Linked DNA regions of Mus musculus: region 2 is linked to region 1. The links are chromatin contacts, called in public Hi-C maps. All regions are on one chromosome and are shown on one strand. The core of a region is the stretch at or near the end of the contact, and the rest is flanking DNA. Distances in the headings are between cores, read along the strand shown. Region 1 has its middle 86 kb from the start of Gm35333. Region 2 has its middle 34 kb from the start of Gm35333.

Region 1 (6,586 bases), core at 2,853-5,352:
TTCTGCAATATTTTTGTTGATTATTTTGGAATCTCATATCATGTACTCCAATTGTGCTCACCTTTCAGTCCTCCCATGTGTGCTCTCTTTCCCTGCAACCCCCCCCAAAAAAAAAACAAAGAAAGGAAAAGAAAAAAGGTCCTTTTTTGTGTTGTATATATGCTCACTGCAGCATGGTCATATTTCTACTGGTCCCCTATGGAAAGATGAATCTTTCTCTACCTCCACCCCTGCCAGAAGCCAACTGAGGCAAGTTTTGCTGCACCCAGAGAGGGGAAGGCCAGTTCTCCTGTAAGGGGTGGGGTTAGCTCTCCCGCACCCAGGGACATCAACATGGCTTCAGGCAGCAGCTCTAACCACGGACATTCTAATGGGCTTCAGTGGTCACACGGGCCACATACATGAACACAGCCCTTGGCCATATTAGCACCACTGACCAATTCATGACCCTCAGCAGCTACACAGACCATGAGGCTCAACATGACCTCTTCGAGGCAGCAAAACTCAAGGACATCGCCTGGATCTAGGGTTTCATAGCAGTCCGGGGCAACAGCCTGGTCCACAGACATGGCTTCGGGTGGCATAATAGACCATGGTGGTTCCTTCAAGAGGCTCAATGGAGAAAGTGAACTATTTGCAGAGGAGCCCACAGTCTGCATCTGCATAAGCTCCAGGCTGCTGCACACCATGATGCTGACCCTATCAAACAATGACAGCATGTGACCTCAGCCCCCTCCCTTACTTGTCACAGTTATCATGTCTCCCTCTGTCTCCTCTAGCTTTGGTGTGTTTTAAAGTTCAAGCAACTTGGCTTTGCTTTTTGTGTGTGGTTACAACTAGACAGACGAAGACTGAGGACCCATCCCAGACTAAAGAGCACAGAAGAGACCTGCCAGTGAAGTGTGACTCCATGGAGACTCCATTCTTACTGTTCTACAAAGGAATTATTGGAGTAACTGGAGAATTTTGGACTAAGCTTGTCTGTTAGAGAGCAGTCACTGGTATTGGCCATTGCCCTGAGTAGACATGGAGAAACAGAGAGTCACTAAACAATGCTATGTGTACAGATTAAGAGAGACAGATAATGCCAACATGGTGAAGTGAAAACAGTTAAAGAATTCCTGGGAAGATGATTCAAGGCTCCGTGTACTTTTTTTTTGTCCCTAAAGCCAATTCTCCATTAAAAAAAAAAAAAAAAAAGCAAAAAGAGTTTTCTGTAGTGTATTTGGGGGTGGGGGGGAGGGGAGATGTACTTAATCTGTTCCTATTAGAAAAAGAGACATTTAAAGCTATAAGTGTTCAAGAGCAATCCTTTTTAAATAGACGCTTTTTTCTGCCCAAGAGCATTCTGGGAATGCTGTTTGAGAGTGTTTATTGTTGCCATGGCCAAAGCCATAAAGAAGCACTTGTATCTGTTTCTAAATTGAAACCGAGGTCTAAACTTAAGGAACTTGTTTAAAAAGCCTTCCAAATGTTGCATTTCAGTAGAACTATCACCCAGAGAGCTACAAAGTCATAAAATCACTGCCAGAGTGAGGGGCTTCGGGTAACTAAGTATGATTCCTCTGGCCTGGGTGCAGGTAGGGGGCTAGAGAGTCCTCCCTGGATGTTCTGCCCACCCTTCAGTCCACAGTGAGGGAGGCTAACGATCTCTCTTCCACATTTGGATGTAGACGAGGACCACTGGCCAGGCACTGTTTCTTCTTTCTCCAGCTGCATCTCACCCTTGATGCTTCCTCACCCTTGGCGACTCCGAGTGACCCTAAGAACAAAGGCTGACAATCTTGAGAGTGAGGTTGACATTTTGTATGGAGTGGCCTGGGTTGCAGATGCTCAGTATCTGCTTGAGCGTTCCTGCTGAGTGTGTCTGGGACACCAATGGTCCCCTGGTGTGCATGGGGACCTCCCAGCGTGTGGAGGGCCTGGTGAGAAGAGCTCAGGTCATTTGCTCTCATCGATCAAGGGTCTCTGCCTTTGGATTCAGTCCGGAATCTGCTCCATTGGTCAGTGGCTCCCAGGCCTTCCTACCCTACTGCTCTCCAGTTGGCAGGAGGCAGACAGTGGGGTTTCTTTAGACTTGGCTGTTCTGTTTCTCCTGACACCCCTGTGGAACACAGAGATGAAAGGCAGAAGGCTTCCTGTGTGGAGTCTGATGTCAGGTAGCATTACTTTTATGATATTCTATTAGCTGAAGCAGTAGCAGGCCATCTGAGGTCCGAGGGAACAGAACAGACAAACTTCTGTACTGAGTGATGGCATGTACTTGGTTACCTTGGCAACAGCTACCAATTTTGTAACTGATGTGTTAGAAAAAAATATTTAAAGTGTCAGATTCTGATTAGTTTGTAAGAAAATTGCATTGGAAATGGGTGTTTTCCAGCCAGGCTTTAGGGAAAAACTTTGGTGAATTGAGACACAGGACTTTAAAACTGGGTGCCATGGTCTAGCGAGGGCACTGGGAGCCAGCACTGTATGTCCTTCTGTAGCGTGGCCTCTGTGCCAAAGATTAAAGTTTGAAAGAGTTGTATAAAAAATATTAAAGTCATTTTTTTCCGTTTAAGACAGGGTCTCACTGCATAGCCCTGGCTGGCTTGAACTGTCTATGTAGACCAGGCTACATTGTAACTCAGAGATCCACCTGCCTCTGCCTCTTGAGTGCTACGATTATAGTGCCAGACTTTTTAAATGGCTGCTAAGGAGCTGAACTCCTGTCCTCTTGGAGTCAGGGCAAGCACTTTATCTATTGAGCCATCCCATAACCAAGTTTATGATTCGTTTTGGAGACAGAGAAGGACTGCACACACTAAGTATGCACATGGATACAGCTGAAAACAAACAAGCAAGCGTTTTTGTAATTCTTGGACAAAGACAACAATTCACCCACAACTACCATGGAGTAAGAGGGTGTTTTTGTTTGTTTTAAAACTAAGTTTACATGCCATTCTCCCACTAAATATTGTTTGCAAATAACCAAGCACTTTTAAGGTAAGTTTAAAGTTTGTTTCATTCGATGGCCAGGCCATGGAAGAGCGCATCCCCACCGTGCAGATGCCTCCTCTGAGCGGGTGTAAGTTCAGTTATGGAGGCAGAGTGTGTGGTGTGTACAAGCTATGCTCTGAGTGTTGGCAGCCAGCAGTGGGAAGCCCTGCTCTAGCATATCCAGCATGGGTCTCCATGAGCAGATCGAGCAGGACTGGGGGCTGAGGGGGCTGGGAGGCTGGGGCAAGGAGTTAGCTTAGTGACAGGCTCCTTCCCTTTAGTGTTCAGCTAAAAAATGATGAGGAGAGTGTTATTCAAACAAATGTATGATAAGGTTAATGGCAAAACAGAAAGCTTTGTACATTTTCTTTCAAACATAAACATTTAAAAACTTAAAAACTCACTTCACTGTGGACTAATACAATTAAATGAAGATGGCAATGGGGCTTGGGGGGCATGCTCACAGAGGACTCAGCTCCTAGCACCCCCATATTGGTTCACAGCCAACTGTAACTATAGTTCCAGGAGACCTGACACCATCCGACCCTGTGGGCACCAGGCCTGTACATACACACATGCAGGCAACACAGCCATGCACATAAAGTAAAATAAATAATTCTAAAACTTTTAATTAAATAAATAAATGAGAATAAAAAAAACCACTGTGGACTAACACCCATTCTTGGAAAATACAGTTGGGTCTGTATTTTATCGTCATTTCCTTAAGAAAAACCCCGAGGGAGAAGTCACAGGGCAGGTTATTAAATCTGTATTCTGTATTACCCCTAAGTCAGAATGACTTTTCAGAAGTCCTGAGTGCAATCATGGCTTGAAATATAGTTCCACTATGCCACGATTCATTGGACTTTCTCCAAAGAGACCAAACAGAACTTCAAATATTATTTCAGAACACTGACGGGGAAGGGAAGGAACTAGATTGATTTCATTTTAAACGACTTGTGCAGAGCTCTGCGTGGGCCAGCCTTCTCTTTGCCTTATTCCAATGGCTTTTGTTTGCCAATTAGGGGGAATCACCTGGGCTCAATGGAACAAAGAGGGAGGGAGATTCGTGTCCCCTTAGCAGCTGTCCTGGGTGGCAGCCAAAGACACAGGCCGGAGCAGCTGCACACGCCACGTGTGCCCTCCAGAGGAAGCAGCCCAGATCAAACAGATGGAAGGATCCAGTGCCTCTTGATTCTGAGACTTCAGGGAAGCAACTTGATCCTCTGGGGGAGCCCTGGTGTCTACAGCCAGGCATAGCCTGAAGACAGACCACAATCAGGGTCACTTGTCCCCAGAGAAAAACAGAATCAAATTCTTGATGCAGGAAAGGGAGCCCTCACCATGTGGCAAGCAAGTTCTCAGGGCCGGAGCAAAGGTGAGGGTTTGTGATGGAGACAGGGTCAGTCTTGGGGTCTGGACATCAGGACTGAAGGCCATGCTGGCTGATTCTGCATAGTATTCATAGGAAAGCACATGATCAGAACATCAGCGTACGGCACAAGCCTGGTGGTGAGTCCAGACAGAACTCTTTCAAACATTCAGAAGCCCCCATGAGATGAGCAGAAAGCAACAGGGTATGCAAGGTGGGGTGTTAGGGTGGCAAACCATGATCCCACAACCTCGGCCACAAGAAAGTGCTTTCACCACTCCAAGTCGTGCCCTCGCGGGTATCATCAGGAAGTGTAACACAGACTGAGAAGAAACAATATCCCCCATTGACATTAAGCCTCTTCATATTATGGGATCAATACTCAGCCTTGTTAACTGAAACCCTGGGTAGGTTTACCTCACCCAGACTTGAAGGGACCACTATGATAAGGCCCTGGGATTGGATACTAAGGGATATGCACTCCTTCACTCCCTCCCTCCTCCCTTCCTCTCTCTCTCTTTCTCCCTCTCTCCCCCATTCTGTGTGTGGTGTCTTCTCATGCACATGTTTGGCTTTGGTGTATTTTATTTTTTACTTTTCATAGATACCATGTAGCTCAACCAACACAGTACTTTAACAGGCAGACCCCCACACTCCCTCCCTCCCTTGTCACTTGTACTTACACAGATTCTTCATGCTTATGTAAATGGAAACAGATTCGGGTCACAGTCTATTTTCTACACAAGAACACAAGATCTTGTGCTTCATCCCATGTTCTTATGTTTGCCTTAGCATTTAGCCATCCATTATACGGATGCTTAAGAGTTCATTTACCCAGCAGCCGATTGACAGACATGACATCATTTCTATCTTCCCTGGATTTGCAACAGTGTCACCAGGAATAATACCATACAGATGTCACCCCACTTGTAGATGGTAAATGGTCTCAAGTAGGTTCACAAAGCTGAATAGCTTGTGGATTAGAGAGACATTTTTCAAGATGACCTGAAGCATCTGGGAGAATTCTCAATGTTCTCTGCCATGCACATCCATGTCCTCACTGCCATGCACATCCAAAGCTCATGTTTTTTGTCGTTCTGACAGGTGAGAATCAGCCTAACCATAGTTTTATTCTCGCTGACATGAGTGAGGCTAACATCTTACTGCATGTACATCCGTGTTCCTCTTCTGGGCTCTGTGCTGTCCTTTGCCCAGCCTCCTGACTTGTTTGTTTCTGTAATGAAGCCCATTTGTCACTTAAAGACTTGACTGTCTCTTTCCTCAGCCATGAAATTTTCATTTGATTCTTCTACACATGTTATACTTCTTTGGTGTCATTTTGAGTATTCTTCATTTGTTCTAAATATTAATAACTTTGTAAAAGTTTGAGTGTTATTTAATATTAATTCAGAATTCTCATCAGATTGTCCTATCAGCTGCGTCATCTCAACCTGCTTTGAGGCTGGCTCTACACTGGACGTTTCACTAAATTACCATTTCCTGCTCGATATCAACTGGAAGTTCATCTTTTGGTTATTGTATACTTTTTAGAATTCCATACATAGCTATTGCATTTATATAATTTCTACTCCACTCTTTTCATGTCCAACTTCTCTCATATTCTTCCACTCCCTCTCAAATGTATGATCATACATGTATGTATATATACATATATACACATGTATATGGATGGTCACATGAATGGATAATAATATAAATGTAGGAGGCACAGAGGTCCTTGTGTTCACAGATACACACTTGAGCCGGGAATGTTCAACTCACAGAGTTGTCACTTCAAATGAAGGGATGCACAACCTGTTATCTGCCCAGAGGCTGGAAGTGAATATAATTAATAAGTCTGGTGACCTTTGCCCTGGCTGTGTGGCTGAGACCACATTGGTTTCTCCTCCTTACTGTGAGCGTGTTTCTCTCAATCTATAGAACTTGCGGTTAAGGATGGTGTCACACGTACCTTCCAGAGTATCCATGGATTCATCTCCATTCTTCATGTAGCATACTTTGACGCTCAAGGACATTCACTTAAGTTATATCTGCACACAGGACTAAGTTAATTATCTCCAGGAAAGTTTTCACCAAAATTGTGCGGTGCTTAAATGGGCCTAAAATAAACTACTTGGGGTCAGATTCCTGAAGTTTGAACCAATATCAGTTACTTAGTTGTGCTGCACTGAACCCCTGAGCACAGCCCACTAAATCCATTTGGTGTTATTTATA
Region 2 (6,586 bases), core at 2,800-5,299, 120 kb before region 1:
TCAGCTCACTCTCTCCTTTTTATTCAGTCTAGGACCCGGGCCATGGGATGGTACTGTCCATGTTTAGGGTGGGTCTTCCTAGCTCCATTAGCCTAATAGAGAGGATGCCTCACAGACACTCACGGAGATCCGTTCCCATGGTGACCCTAAATCCCACCATGTTGACTCTCAAGATTAACCACACCATCTGCCCTGTACACAGTTTCTTGCGTACCATGGGATGTGAGAGATGAACCCAAGTATAATAAGAGATCCCACACTAATGGTTTCCCCTCCCTCGTTACTGTGAGATGCAGCCAAGTGTGTGTTTCCAGTTTTATTTATTACATTCTGTCAGGGTCTAGTGATGCCCTGAGAGTGGGTCTCTCTCTGCTGGACTTTTGAGTTGTCCTTCATTTTATACAAAAATCCTCTGTGCTCAGAGGGTGCGGTCATCTCAGCCTCGGTTTCCCCAGATGAGCCAGAGACCTAGAGATGTGCATCCCTTTTAGAATGCTTTCTGTCACACCCTGCTGTGCGGGCTTAGCCCAAACCTTTTACCTGCCTGCACAGGCTCCTCTCAACTGCATTGTCCAGTCCTCCCTGCATGGCAGATGCTCCTGTGAGGCAGGCGCCTCTATTCTTTGGGCTGAGAGTCAGCTTTATAGCACATCTCCTTCGAGATGCTAAGGCTGGTCCGAGGCACTGTTTTAAATCATGCTGCCTCTTACATTCAGTTCTTATTTGGCCTTTGCTTGGAGACCACATTTGTCGTTCAGCAACCCGAGGGTAGTGTTGGAGGATAGCTCTTCTTCTGAAAGCTTTTCCTGGGCTCTCCATAGTTTGAACAGTCATCGCTCGTGCCTCCCACACCCTCCCTCTTGTTTCTCCTTCGCTCCTACGTAGGAATTCAGCAGTAAAATTCCACGACAGGTTTTTCTTGTAGCCCATGAGGGTTTTCTTTTCCAAGGTACACCAGGGAGTGCAATCTCTAGGTCACAGAAACTCAGAAACCTTTATGCACAATTCATAAATGGGCTTGACCTGCTTTTCCCTCGGTTGCCATGGCAGCCAGGTACAGCCAGCTCCCAGGGCTCCCCTAGGCTCCTCCGGTTTGTGAAACTTATAACTTAGCCAGGGAGAGAAGGGGGGGGGGGCACAGCAGGCAGTACTTAGAGTCTAGGTGAGCACGGTTGTGATGTTCAACGAGTGAGCATTCTCTGGGCAAAATGCTGGGCCCTGCACCACTGCAGGTAGATAGATGCTCCTTCATCATCCTGCCCCTGCTTTATTTGGGCCACGAATTCCCTAGGCATCCCAACAGCTTGCACAGCCCTCCCTCTGTTGGATGTTCCTCATGCTGCCTAGCTGGTTCATACACAGAGGCTGCAAGCTCACCCCGCTGCTGCAGGGAAGCAGCCCTGAAGATTCACAAGTATGTGGACAGAAGGAGTGTGGGAAGACCCCAAGCGATTTGCTCAACAAAGTGGCAGGTACAGAATTAACCAACACAAACCACTAGCCTTTCTATTATACACCAATGACAAGTGAATTCGGGGAAAATGAAAGAAATAGTTCCTTTCTTAACAGTCACAGATAGCACACCAACTGGGAAGAAATCTAAGTGTCTTAGGGTTTTACTGCTGTGAACAGACACCATGACCAAGGCAACTCTTATAAGAACAACATTTAATTGGGGCAGGCTTACAGGTTCAGAGGTTCAGTCTATTATCATCAAGGTGTGAGCATGGCAGCATCCAGGCAGGCATGGTGCAGGAGGAGCTGAGAGTTCTACACCTTCATCTGAAGGCTGCTAGGAGAAGACTGATTCCCATGAGGTTAGGAGGAGGATCTCAAAGCCCATCCCCCACAATGATACACTTCCTCCAACAAGTCCACACCTCCCAGTGGTGTCACTTCCTGGGCCAAGCACATTCAAACCACCACACCAAGGAAACAAAAGATGCCTGCAATGAAAACTTTAAAGTGCTCGATGAACACCTGGAGAGACGGCTCAGTGGTTGTTAAGAGCAGTTGTTGGTCTTGCAGAAGATCTGAATTCAGTCCCCAACATCTCACATGACACAACCATCTGTAACTACAATTCCAGGAGATCCAATGGCTTCTTCTGATCTCTGTAAGAATCAGTCACTCACACGGTACAGATACATACATGTAAGCAAACATTCACACCCACAAAATAATGATGAAAATCACAGCTGTTATGAGGGTAACCAACTGAGTTTTAAAGTTGGATACAAGGCCCACTTTGTAGGTGGGAGCTCGTGTCCAACAGTGTGGGCCTGGTCAAAGACCCATGGCTAGGGGAGCCATTGGCTCTAGGGATGAGCCTTCTAGGTTTATTTTGCTAAGCTTATTTGTTAAGCTGCATCTTAATAGTTATGCTTGCTCTGTAGTCTAGCAATATCCTCAAGTTTGTTCAAAGAAGTTTATCTTTGCAGGGAGCATTTGCTAATACAAACTCGCGGTTGGTGACAAGGTTGAGAACCAATCACTATACATGCTCAGCATTACACAAACCCCCCTTATTGTCTCCTCCACAGCTTGGAGAACATTGTGGAGGAAGCAGGAGAAAGAACTTAAGATCTGAGGGACATAAGGTGCTGTCATGAGGGCATGACATGGCTGCCACGCTCATGAACTCACAATGGCTAGAGCTGTCTGCACAAGTCTGAGCCCCCAAAACATTCAGCCATAGATGGGAAAGAGTTTCATAGGATCCCCTCCGCCCAGGGGGTGAATGGTGGTGGATGACTGCGGTGGGGGGCGGGGGGGGGGAAATAATTTTCTTCAGTGATGTAGCCACTTCTGCGTTATCCACAATTCAATGGACTCTCCACACTCTAGCCCAAGCTAATGGCGGTCACTAGAGCTGGTGGATCACAAAACAGAAACAAGAGGGATGGGGCTTGGTGGAATAGGAGGAGGGTAAGAAAGAGTGAAGGAATGAGTGTGAACAGAATGCATTATACACACGTATCAAATTGTCAAAGAATAGATTAGTAAAAATAAATTAGATCTCAGAGTCTCTCTCTCTCTCTCCCTCTCTCTCTCTCTCTCTCACACACACACACACACTTCTAGGAGGTGAATACACTTCAGTTTAAATGATAGAAACCTGGCTTTGACTTTTCTTCCTATAACTTTGGCTCCCAACCTTCTTGATGCTGCGACACTTTAATGACTTTAACGGAGCCCCTCATGTTGTGGTGACCCACAACCATACAATTATTTTAGTTGCTATTTCATAACTGTAATTTTTCTACTGTTATTAATTGTGATGCAAGTATTTTTGGAGATAAGAGGTTTGCCAAAGTGGTTGAGAACCGCTGCTTTAACTCAATATTGACTCTTCCCTGTTAAGAGAGACATCATGATGTTTATCGAAGACTCTAATGGAGTTTGGGTTGGGGGAGAGAATCTCGGTGATAATAAATTTTCATACAAATCAATTACTTTAATGCTATGAAATATTTAGTAACTCACGTCTGTCTGCCTAAAGCGGGGACAGTTAAATTATGACGAATGTGACATGTAATTCCTTGGGGACACCACTGGGTGGAGCCATTTCCACAGCAAAGATACAACAAAGATAAAATGGAAAATCGTGTTCAAGGCACAAAAGTAGCTTACTAATAAATTCTCTATGCTTCCGGTCATCTGGCCCACAAGTCTCCAAGCCGGCAATGAATGAATGAATCAATGAATGAATGAATCAATGAATGAATGAATCAATGAGTGAGTGAGTGGCTGAAAGAGGAAGCAATACAATGTAGCCAAAAGTTTAGCCAGTGGATCCTGTCTGTGGCTTTGGCTGTTTTTTGTTTTGTTTTTTGGTTTTGTTTTGTTTTGTTTTTTACACAGGGGCTGTAACAGCAGTCTAGTGGGCTGGCTGCATGGAGGGACGCAGCCCTCTGGGCCAGCTGATGTGATGAGGGAGCCAAGCTACTCCTCAGCAGGAAAAGGTCTTACACTTACATCTCAGAGCATGTCTTGGGCTGCCTAATGGAGCTGCTTCTCTTTTGTTCTTCCTTTTGCAGCTGTTTTCAAGCCTTGCATTTTAGGTGCGTGGGTGTTTGGTCTGACACATGTCTGTGCAGCATGTGCAGTGCCCGTGGAAGCTTGCAGAAGATGTTGAATTTCCTAGAACTGGAGTTATAGACACTTCGGAGCCACCTTAACAGTGCTGGGAGTCGAACTCCGGTCCTCTGGAGGAGCAGCCAGTCCTCTTACCCTCCAGGTACCTCTCGTAGGTTTTTTTTTTTTTTTTTTTTTTTTGACATATCAAATTTGACAAGTCAAATTTGTCTCCTGATTGAAAAGTTTTCACAGAGACATCATGGAGTTGGCTGGCTTACCCCAGAGTTTTCCACATTAAAATCATTTAACACAGAAACTATCAAAGATGACCAAATGAAAGGTGTCATTTATAATCCCAAGAGAGGGGTTCCCTTTGCTTAGAAGGCATTCTTTTTGGCTCTGAGAAAGGGCAGCTGAGGTCAGCTCAGGCTGCTGTACAGCCTGCTCCAGAGGCCCACACAGCCCACAGACAGAGGCCCACCCGGCCCACGGACAGAAACCCACTACCTCTGCTCATCAACTGCCACAGTGCTCTCTTTCTGATTATTTTCTTGGCTAAAAAACAGCACCAAAAGAGAGGTAATTAAAAAAAATTGACTTCTGGCAATGGTTTCCTATGCCAAGGGAAGCGAGAGAGCCCAATTTTATTGCCCCATGAGTCAGTTTTGTCTGTTACTGTAAAAAGATTGTTATGAAACTCATCAAATATTACTTCAGAGGAGAGCCAGTGTTTGTGATCTGTTCAGAAAACAAATTAATCAAGACACTTCCGGACGGGTCCTGGCTTCACTGGCTGAAGTGGTATTTACGTAGCCACCTTCCAGAACCTTCTCCCACACTTCCTTGGAAGGAAAGTTCAGGAAAACAGACTGTCTGGGACTAGAGTCAGTGCTGAATGACATGAAGAAAGCAGCCTGCCTTTCTCCAAGTTCAGCTTAGCTCAAGAGGGGACTGAGCAGCCAGATGAAGGTGCAGGCTGGGCACAGAGAACCCTGGTAGTCTGCAGGCCACACATAGATGACAGGGTCCCCAGAAGGCAAAGGCTTAGTACACAGCCCTAAGAATCAATGAAGAACCACATTTGCCAGCAAGTCCCAGAGGCCTGAGGCCTAGGAGGGGAGATAAAACCACCCTGAGCAGGATCTCTATACACCAGACAAACCGGGCCACTGTGGGTGGGGCTGTGCAGGTCATGACCCTCACTAGGTCAGGGTGAAAGTATATGCCTGACTTCAAGGACAACAAATAAAGAGAACTTTTCTATCCTTAAGTCTATATGTATCTGTGCTAGGGAGACAGCCCAGCTTGTGAAGTGTTTTCCTTGCAAGGACCTGAGTTTGAATCCTAGAACCTACACACACACACACACACACACACACAAAAGGTATGAGTTTGTGTGGACTTAGGAGGTGAGGCAGGTAGATCCCTGGGGCTCACTGGCCAGAAAGACTAGCATATATTGTAAGCTTCAGGCCAGTGAGAGAACTGATTCAAAATACACACAAACAGCAAAGTGGTTGAATCCCGAAAAATGGTACTAGAGGTTGGATTCCACGTGCACACACCCTAGCATGTGTATCTGAACACACGTGGGCCCACATAAACAGGTAGCCACACACACAACTGGAAAAAACAAAAACAAACCACCAACAAAAAACCCAAACCCAAACACCAAGAAACAAATCAAGCACATGAACCTGGTGCTTGGTAAAGGGCGTGTTCCTGAAAGCACACGTCTTAGAAGTGCACTGTGACTTAGGAAAGGAGAGGGAACTGACCCCAACCCTGTTCTATGCCGAGGACAAAAAAATTCTGCCCATAGTTGGCCTGTGCCCTCCGGCTGCTCATTCCTGTGCCGGCTGCTCCTGAGCGTCTGGTAGCCTCTCCATTGGCCTTGTCTTCAACAACCGTCTACCATCAAGTGAGCTAGTTCCTAGAAACAACTCTGTGTGTTTGTGTTCTACTGGTTGTTTCTCTGAAGGGCACGTAGCACCAACACCATGAGTCTTGGGAGCATTCTTTAAGATGATTCTTTTTAGAATTTATTCATCTCATTTCATGTGTGAGTGCTTCGCCAGCATGGATGTCAGTCTTCTGTGACCTTGGCGAAGCTAGCCACCTTTCCTAGCCATCAGTTTCATGATGGCAATAGCTCTAAAATTTTTTTTTTTAAGTAATTTCATCATAATTATTAAGGCAAAAACAATGGACTTACTGTTAAGTAATAATGAGCCTTTAATCACGGCCCAGGTGGGAGAGATACTATAATAAGCTTTTTAAATATTTAATAAAGAGCTTGAAAAAGTTCTTTCATTTTGTTCTCTCTGCAGTTAAGTTGCATAAACTGAATTCTTGGAACTGACCACACTTATACAATTATCCAGCAACATCAGTGGGCGCACTGTCCACCTGCCTTTTTATTATCTGGCCTCGGAGCAAATAAAATTACCGAGGGCCCAGTTCCCTTCTTGCAAAGCACTGGTTTCTTTTAATTATATTTTTTTCC

What was found. A called contact is a pair of places that touch in the nucleus more often than the background predicts.
Region 2: a Hi-C map of the C2C12 cell line shows a contact between it and region 1, with 4 times the contacts expected there. The contact joins two enhancer-like sites. A contact is called at or near these places in 28 of 484 Hi-C or Micro-C datasets (the AML12 cell line, the C2C12 cell line, the HL-1 cell line and 15 more), 3 of 115 datasets of contacts at active chromatin or transcription factors (the NIH/3T3 cell line, embryonic stem cells and fibro-adipogenic progenitors) and 1 of 9 other capture datasets (embryonic stem cells).

What each region holds. Positions count from the first base shown.
Region 1 is chr13:60,345,562-60,352,147 of GRCm38.p6, reverse strand. No RefSeq gene overlaps it. Among named protein-coding and RNA genes, the nearest start is that of Gm35333, 86 kb to the left of the region's middle. Within about 2 kb of position 4,102, at least 38 of the 459 cell types and tissues checked have an H3K27ac peak or open chromatin away from gene starts, as enhancers often do. A contact at or near this core is called in the C2C12 cell line, muscle stem cells and uterus, where this site is marked.
Region 2 is chr13:60,465,369-60,471,954 of GRCm38.p6, reverse strand. No RefSeq gene overlaps it. Among named protein-coding and RNA genes, the nearest start is that of Gm35333, 34 kb to the right of the region's middle. Within about 2 kb of position 4,049, at least 57 of the 459 cell types and tissues checked have an H3K27ac peak or open chromatin away from gene starts, as enhancers often do. A contact at or near this core is called in the C2C12 cell line, muscle stem cells and uterus, where this site is marked.